Linked DNA regions of Mus musculus: region 2 is linked to region 1. The links are chromatin contacts, called in public Hi-C maps. All regions are on one chromosome and are shown on one strand. The core of a region is the stretch at or near the end of the contact, and the rest is flanking DNA. Distances in the headings are between cores, read along the strand shown. Region 1 has its middle 24 kb from the start of Akr1b3. Region 2 holds the start of Cyren (cell cycle regulator of NHEJ).

The links. Hi-C and Micro-C count contacts between places; a contact is called where the count stands out from the background.
Region 2: a contact with region 1 is called in a Hi-C map of cortical neurons, with 4 times the contacts expected there. The contact joins the promoter of Cyren here to the enhancer-like site in region 1. A contact is called at or near these places in 4 of 39 promoter capture datasets (cranial neural crest, embryonic stem cells, frontonasal cranial neural crest and 1 more), 8 of 484 Hi-C or Micro-C datasets (the HPC-7 cell line, the N1E-115 cell line, cerebral cortex and 4 more), 6 of 115 datasets of contacts at active chromatin or transcription factors (T-cell acute lymphoblastic leukemia, astrocytes, embryonic stem cells and 2 more) and 1 of 9 other capture datasets (embryonic stem cells).

What each region holds. Positions count from the first base shown.
Region 1 is chr6:34,291,191-34,295,339 of GRCm38.p6, reverse strand. No RefSeq gene overlaps it. Among named protein-coding and RNA genes, the nearest start is that of Akr1b3, 24 kb to the left of the region's middle. Within about 2 kb of position 2,314, at least 53 of the 459 cell types and tissues checked have an H3K27ac peak or open chromatin away from gene starts, as enhancers often do. A contact at or near this core is called in the N1E-115 cell line, T-cell acute lymphoblastic leukemia, cerebral cortex and 3 more, where this site is marked.
Region 2 is chr6:34,876,205-34,880,353 of GRCm38.p6, reverse strand. It overlaps Cyren (cell cycle regulator of NHEJ), which reads left to right and starts at 2,289. Exons shown (of 4, transcript NM_001135611.1): 1 at 2,289-2,454; 2 at 3,583-3,815. The coding sequence starts at 3,670.

The DNA.
Region 1 (4,149 bases), core at 1,065-3,564:
TTGGGTCGTTGGTCTTGACAAACAATCTCAACAGCCTGAGGCTCTATAGGAGAGGTTCAGTCAAGGGCAACCAGCTGGTCTGAGTGGTTATTTAACTGAGTCACCGAAGACTAGAGCTTAGCCTATGGACTTGAGTCCAGCATTCTCGCGCGCGCGCGCGCGTGCGCGCGCGCGCGCGTGTGTGTGTGTGTGTGTGTGTGTGTGTGTGTGTGTGTGTGTGTGATCTTGGTTATTAGTTGGTGTGGGAAGACCCATCCACTGTGGGTAGCACCATTCCCTGAGGGGATCCTGGGCTGTGTAAGTGTGGAGAGAGGGGCTGAGCAGCAGGCGACATCCATATATCCACTAGTCCCTTCTGACTGTGAATGTAATGGGACCAGCTGCTTCAAGTTTCAGACCCCTTCCTTGATTCTCTGCCATGATGGTCTAACCCAGAACTGTGAATCAGAATAAACCTTCTCTCTCTTAAATTGTTGTCACAGCAACAGGAAAATACACTAAGACACTCACCTATAATCACCTATACTGATATCCTCTTAGTCCTGAGCACATCATTTTGGATACTCATCATCAATTAGTGGAACAGTCTGGACTACAGACCCACCGTTTCATCTTCCAATGGGAAACCACAAGGGAGCCGGAGGCCTCCTCTCTAATTTGGGGAGCAGTGAGGAAAATGCGTGGGTTTTCTCTTCCCTTCCCATCCCCAATCTCAATCCGACAAAGTAAGTCCTTCTTGATTACTCTGTTTAATTATACACCAACTCATTACAAAGGGGGTTCTGATTCCTGTTTGTTTGTTTGTTTGTTTGTTTGTTTTTTGACAGGGTCTCTCTATGTAGCCCTGACAGCTGGGAACTTGCTTTGTAGACCAGGCTAGCCTTGAATTCAGAGCCTCTCCTGTCTCTGCCTCCAAAGTGCTGAGATTAAAAGTGTACCATGCCCAGCTCTGGATATTTCTCTCTCTCTCTCTCTTTCTCTCTCTCTCTCTTAGTGGTTTTAGAGCTTTATTGTAGAAAGGCAGGGGGAAAGAGAGCAGGTAGAAAGACAGAGGCTGGCCATGGCCACGTGGAGAGAGATGGGGAGGGAGAGAGAGAGAAGGAGGGCTAGAGATGAGAGTAGGAAAGGTGAGAGCTTAAAGAGCCAGCTCTGGTTTTTTTACTATTTATTTTATGTGTGCGTGTGTTTGCATGTGTGTACACACACATGACACAGCGAGCATGTGGTGGTCAGAAGACAACTTATGAAAGTCAATTCTGGTTCCCTTCTTTGACTGTGTGGGCTCTGGGGATCGAACTCAAGTCATCAGGCTTGGAGGCGAGTACCTTTACCCACTGAGCCATCTCACCACCTTCAGGTTCTGACTCTTAAAAGGTGTTTAAGGAAAAAAAAAAAGTCTTCCACGAAAAACAAAGTTGGATGCCTCAGGACTCTCTGCTTACTTCCTGCACTTGGGTAATGATCAGTGGGTGTTGAGTATGGAGACCTAGTTATGTGGCCAACTTCCTTCCGCACACTGAAAAGCATGGAAAGATTACTCCATCTCTCGCATGACAATCTAGAAGGGACTCCTCAGGCATCATCTGGAAGCTGGTGGCATTTTCCTTTAGAAAGAGGGGAATGAGTCCTACGAAAGATAATGAACGTACCTATTTCGTGCACATTGTTCCTATGTCCTATTCAATTGCATCTCACTTCCTGGATTTCTCTGGAGGAAAGTAGAAGAGATGGGCTAAGATGTCTGTGCCTATAACTTCTTACCTTTCCACTTTACAGTAGAGAGGCTACTTTCTCTGTGTGCCCGTAGAGAGCAGTCTTCGCAAAGTCTTGCCTGCAGGGAAACATGAGGTGATAACCGCCTGATGGTGACAGAGGACAGGAAAGGATTGCATATTTTATAGACTGCAGGGAGGTGATATTCCCATTCACACGAAGGCAATTAGGCAGCACAAAGGGCCTGGCCTCTACTCTATGCTGCTGAAATCTTCCTTGACCCAGCTTCTCCTCTGTCCATGTACGTGACTAAATTCCTCTTGGATAGGGTGGAGTACATACATTGCCCTCTCTCTGGTTCCTGTCTGCTCCCTGGCCTGCCTGTTTCATCAGAACTCACCTGACAGTGCCTCTGTGGTCTAAGTGGGTTTAAGTCAAGCACTTGGGCTGAGCACCCTTTACAAGGCCAAAGCCAAGCCAAAGCCAAGCAAAGGCAGACGGGAGCCTTGTTCCTCCTGCTCAGGCTGTGTGAGACAAAGGCCGTTTCCGTCCATGCTTACCACCTCCTAGCCTCCTAAGCTTATAGCACGGTGTGTGCCTCCCTCTGCTGGCTAAGCTGGATCAACACTTCTGTTTTAGTGATTGTACGTGGAGAGACCCTTCCTGGCAGTACCACTGTCTAAGCCACTAACAGAAGGAGCGGGTACAACACTAAGCCCTTGGTATACACCACCTCCAACCCTCACCGAGAGTTTGTGAGGGAGGTAGCGTTGCTCCCACCAAACAAGAACCACTCTTAACGTATACAGAATGCATGCAGTTTGAGGAGGAGGGAAGGAGGTGCAGACACAGCAAGCTCCGTGTTCCGAGCCACTGTGTAAATACATGATCCCTACAGGGTGTGTGTCGCACAGCTTGCCCCAGTTGACAGACATGGCAGGCCAGTCATGCCTTGCTATTCCCAACAATCCACCTGCTAATGACCCCATATATCATCTCCCCCTTCTCTTGTGTCCAGAAACCAAATTCATGAGCACCCCGGTCCTTTCCCTTTACATCCTTGTGTCGTTTGCTCCCTTTATGCCTGCCTCACACTTATGCAGCGATATTGAAACCAGATAGAATTCAACAGATTTGTCCATACTGACTGGAGGGGAATGAGATTTGACGGTGGATGTAAAATAGGAAGAGAAGTGATCACATGACCTTTTCACTAATGGAAACCACAGCTGGTAATAACCCTCTTATATTACCTTTCCTCTCTGGGGCTTTCCAGAAATATCTTGTAAAATAAAAACCTCAAACCACACAGGCATTCCCTCTCTTGGTGCCTGTGTTGTTACTAACTCTTCTGCTTGCCGCCTGCCTCTCCTGAGCTGCTCACCCCTCTCTGCAGTGTCTGCTGTTTCCTTTTTCTCTTGCCAGCCTGGGACTCGGATGGCCTCCGCCTCCTCTTCACCTGGCTCATTGGCCTATTCCTGAGGTCTCCCTTCTTTTCTGGGTTTCTGCTCTTTTACTAGAGCTTCTATTCTGTCTCCACCCCACCCTACAAGCCTCTGAGCTCTCTAAGGCATTTAGTCAATATTCCTAGGACCCAAATCCCCACTACTGGGTTAGGGGGACCCTTTAGAGTTTGGATCAGATCCACTGATTTCCTTACGTTACTAAAATCTCAGCAGTGATCTGGGTTCACCCATCTCCAAAGAAGAAAACTGAGGCTTACAAAAACATGTTTATCTGTACTCTCTCCCTGTTGATGGGCACATTTGAAATACCAAACTAATACTCGCTCTTCAACGGCATTCTTCACTCTTGCTTACCCAAGGACCCCCCTACACTGTCGTGTTCACAGTCTTAAACGTACATGTTTAGAATACTTGGTCCCCAGTTGGTGGTGCTGTTTGGGGCTGTTTAGGCGATGTAGCCCTGCTGAAGGAGAGATACCACTGAGGCGGGCCTTGAGAGTTCATAGACTTGCCCTACTTCAGTTTACTCTCTCTGCATAACTTGTGGTTCAAGATGGAGGCTCTTAGCTGCCTTGTCTTGGTGTCACGACGGCCCCTTGCTACCGTGCCTTCCCACCATGATGGATTTGTATCCTTCTACAGTTGAAATAAATTCCTTCCATGGATTGCGTTGGGTCATGGGGCTTTATCACAGCAACAGAGAAGTAACTAACACAAATCATTATAAAATGATTCTCTTTTACAACACCATTTAGCTACAATATCCTTGATAATAAATGCATTAAGGGAGGGAGGGAGGGAGGGAAGGAAGGAGGGAGGGAGGGAAGGAGGGAGGGAGGGAAGGAGGGAGGGAGAGGGGATCCTAGTTGTTACCATGTGTGCTGCTGTTACAAATTTCATCAAGTGCTACAGAGGCTCATCACCATTTTGAAATTACCATAGTTTTAAAGATTGTCACCAGATCTGTTAT
Region 2 (4,149 bases), core at 1,040-3,539, 590 kb before region 1:
GGATGTCAGCTCTCACTAGCCTCAGCTGCCATGCCTTTCTGGCAGAATCCGGTTATAGTTGAGATGTACACCACAGTGCCCTCTTCTGGTCTCAAGCCGAGATCTGAGTGTCTTCTGCAGAACCTGAAAGCTGGGTAAGGTGCTGGCTAAGAGGCTTCTCAGGACAGCAGGCCTGAGATCTGGGCCCACCTCCAGCTCCTGCACCTTGGGGTCTTGTGGTCCCAGAACTCTCATTTGGTGGCTTCCTCCTCCTTCCATCGTGAAGTCTCTTAGCTTGAATAGTACCAGCTGCCTGCACCTCTGCCTGGCTCAGCTGCATCGGCTGTGCCTGTGCTCTGGTCTCTCACTTGGAAGGAGAGAAAAGCAGGAGTGTTGAGGCCTGGGCTCCCTTCTGGGATGGAAGGAAAAGTGGAAAGCGATATATAGGAAAACCCTATATATCATAGTTACTATTTATTATTGGTGTGCCTGTGTGTGTTGGGTGGGTGGGTGGGGGGTGGGGTGGGATATGCCACAACAAAGATCACAAGACAACTTGGTGTAGACTTAAGTTCTTTCTGTTCATCTTTATGTGTATTTGGGGGATCAAACTCAGGTGGGCAGGCTGCATGGCAAGTGGCTTTCCCCGCTGCGCCATCTCCTGCTCACGTGTTTACCCACGTCCACACTGACATGAAGGGGTCAGTCCGTTCTCTGCCGTGTCTCCACTCCGACTGACACACAGCCTCATCGTCTGCCTCACCCAGCTTTGTGGGCCTGGGTTCCGCCTGAGTCAGGAGCCCGTGATTTAATTTCCTCTGGTTTTCCTGTCTTATGGCGTGCTCTTTCTTCCAGCATGTTCCCCACAACTTGCTGAACCAGTGGTTTTAAGGCTCAGAGACAGAAAGAACATTCCAGAGCTTGTTCCTCCCCAACCCCTCCCAGGAAGAATGCATCCTTCAAAGCGCCTCTTTGGAACCCCTGAGGGCCTTAGTAGGGCTCTGTCCTTTGCTGTCCTTGAGTGAAGGTGTTGTGGGGCACAACCAAGAAGGCAGGTCACACTGCAAACCTTGAGTCACTCTTCTGGGGGCTGAGAACCTCGCCTGGCAGGTGCAAGTCTGCATTTCCCTCCCTGTGCCCTGGGGCCCTGTCTCTGCTGAGCCCCAAACCCATGCCCAGGAGCTCGGTGTGGGGTCTGGAAGTACAGTCACGATTACAGTGCCTGCTGACTAAATGAAGCTGACGGACACTTGTTACTATAGCCAATAAATTTATCTGCCAATTTAAAAATAATAAAACCCATGTGGACTCCAGCACAGGCAAGTCTCCTAGCTTGGTCTTTCCCTCCTGCTGCTGGGGTCTTTGCTGACAACAGGCTCTGTATGCAGCCACACAGGTCTTTAGCCTTATTTGCTGGGTGGCCATGGAGAAGTTTTAAGAGATGTGCAGGGTCGGGAGAGTTATTAAGAATCAAAGGAATCCAAGAATGGAAGGATGCCCTCTCACCCAGCATTAGGCTTGCTTGGCTCACATCAGATGAGGTAGAGGGCCCGCCCTATTTACAGTCAATGAATGCTACTTTCTTGACAGCTAGGGGCTGCCCTCCCAGAAAGGTGGCAGCCTGGCCTGGTTCAAGAGCAGCTAAAATGACTCTAGGGGTCATCTGTGGGATTGGAAGCCATTGGTTTATCCCATTAAGAGTTGGGGCCTTTAATTTCCTGGTCCGAGCTATCAGTTTAGGATTGAGGATTAGCATTAGGGAAAGGCTATGGAGAAACCGTGCTCAATAGGGGAGCTGTGGGTGCCCCAGTCCAGAGTGCGGTGTTGACCTGCTGTTGTAAATCGAACTTGGTCACTCTTGATTTCTCCGTTTGGGGGCAGACAGAATCAGATCTGAGGTTTCCTTTGCTCCAGCGCTCCAGAGAAGAACCTCCCCTGTGAGGGCCTCCTACTGTGTTTTTTTCAGTCGTCTTCCTTGGCTTTTTCCCCAACCACCCAGGTTGCCTTAAAATCATGCATGCGTTTAGCTGAAAGATTCCGGACACCTGGGAGCTAGCTTGGCGCCTCCTCCACTTCTGCAGAGGGAACCTTTCTTTGCTTCCCCTAGTTACTGACTCTGGCCGCTAAGAACCAACGGCTGCGCCTCCGTCACAACAGCTGACAGAAACAGGAGCCTGCGGATGTGACCCGCGGTCTGCAGGGGGCACCCGGGGCCCTAGCGGCCAGCCAGCGCCCGGGTCCGGAGCGCGCACGCCGGGAGCGCGCAGGAGCCGGAAGGGGCGGGCGGTGGGATGCGTGCGCGTCTCGCAGTTCTGAATCCCCGGAACCCACGGGAAGGACCGCAGCGCTGCCCTCCCCTCTTGCCCACGGTTCCATCCTGTCCCCAGGCCCCCGGCTCTGCGCCCTCTGCGGTAGGGAGGGAGTGGCGCGGCCAGCTCCGCGCTAGTGCAGCGACGTCCCGCGTGTGCCTTCTGGGTGAGATTTTCCAGGGACCCAACGGGCCCGACCCGATCAGCGCTGAGCTCCAGAAACCTTGCGGCGGGCAGGACCTGGCTGCTGGCTCGATGGTCGATATCCAGCTTTCTACGACTTTGTGCACGCTAATTCTTAACCACGTCTGTTTCTCGTCTATAAAATGGACATGATACACATGTACTGCCGGGTCTGACTCATTTCTGTACACTGTCACTCACTGGATGGTATTCCTCTTAATCGACTTCTGTTCTGTGGCTGGACAAGTTGTTTGGTTTAAATGAAGTTATAAACAGTCATTCTGGATGAGCCAAAATTGTCTACTGGTGTATGTTGGGGGCAGGGGGAGCACTGCCCATTGAAATGTGTGAATTAGAAAGCCTGGGGGATTTAGTAATTGATATGTTTTGTAAAATGTGGTATGGGAGGGAGGGAGGGGGTGCCTTAAGCGGGCCCAAGCTGAACCCCCTCCTACTCCCAGGTATCAGCCATATGATGGGTCTAGTATAAAAAGAAGTTTATTTGGGGACATGAGAAGGGGGGTTGAGAAGGGAGTAGAGGCAGAGAAAGAGGGGACAGAGAGGGACAGAAAGAGAGAGAGGGACAGAAAGAGAGAAAGGGAACAAAGAAGAGGGAACATGTGGAGAGAGAAGTGGGGAGGGGGGTTCAGAGAGCATGAGAGAGGCCAGATAGTCCTTTTATAGCAAGCCAGGTTTGTACCTGGCTGTTGCTAGGTAGTTGAGTGGAGCCTAGAAGGAACGTTAGCATGCTAACAGTAACCAAATCACAGTAGAGGTGAGAAGTTTGTGACATAGATGGAGATGGACGATTGGGCCAGAATCCCCTTTCTTCCTTCCTTTGGGCTGTAGAAATGACAGGAAAGCATTTCTTGTTGCTGCAACTGCCTGTGTGGGGCACAGAGCAGGGGAGGGGCTACAGATATCTGTCTGCAGGCCCCATGTCCTATCTGCTGCTAGTCCTCCATGTGACACAGTGTACATGGCTTGGCCTTCTGGGCTCTGCTCACCTCTGGGTCACCTCAGGTCTGCCCTACACTGACTAGTAATTACTGCTGGTAAGTTGGAAGAGCGTTGACTTACTAGAATCTACTGACTTGGTTCCTCCTTGTAGGCATTGAAGATCGGCACCCACTGGGGTCAGATGAGCCTGGTGTGACAAGAGAGTGTGAGTTTTGGTCCTGTTCTAGAGAAGCAAGCCATGGAAACCCTAAAATCCAAGACCAAAACGAGGGTCCTCCCCTCTTGGATGACAGCCCCTGTGGATGAGAGAAAGGTTGTATCAGTGAAGACAGCCACAAGGAAGCAGACAGCCGCCTGGGCCCAGAGAGTGGGGGCAGCAACAAGGTAGCTAGCTGGCCTGTCTGTCAGAGTGGGCGGGGCAATGAAATCCGTCCTTCCAGCAGAGCCCATCGCTCTCAGCTTGCCCCTCACAGAGAAGCACCACCACGTGAGTGTGTGCTGGTGAGCTCTGTCCTGCCGTCTAGCTGTTGATGCAGGCAGTGAGCTCTGCCTACAAACCATGCCTACACCCCAGGAACCAGTTGTTCAAAGTGCTTATCTCTTCTTCATTGGTGACAAAAGCAAGATCAATGGATCTGAAGTCTAGTCACCTGAGTGGTGCCTGTCTTTCCTGTACACAGGGCTTTTCAGTCAGTCAGTCAAGAAATCTGACATTGCA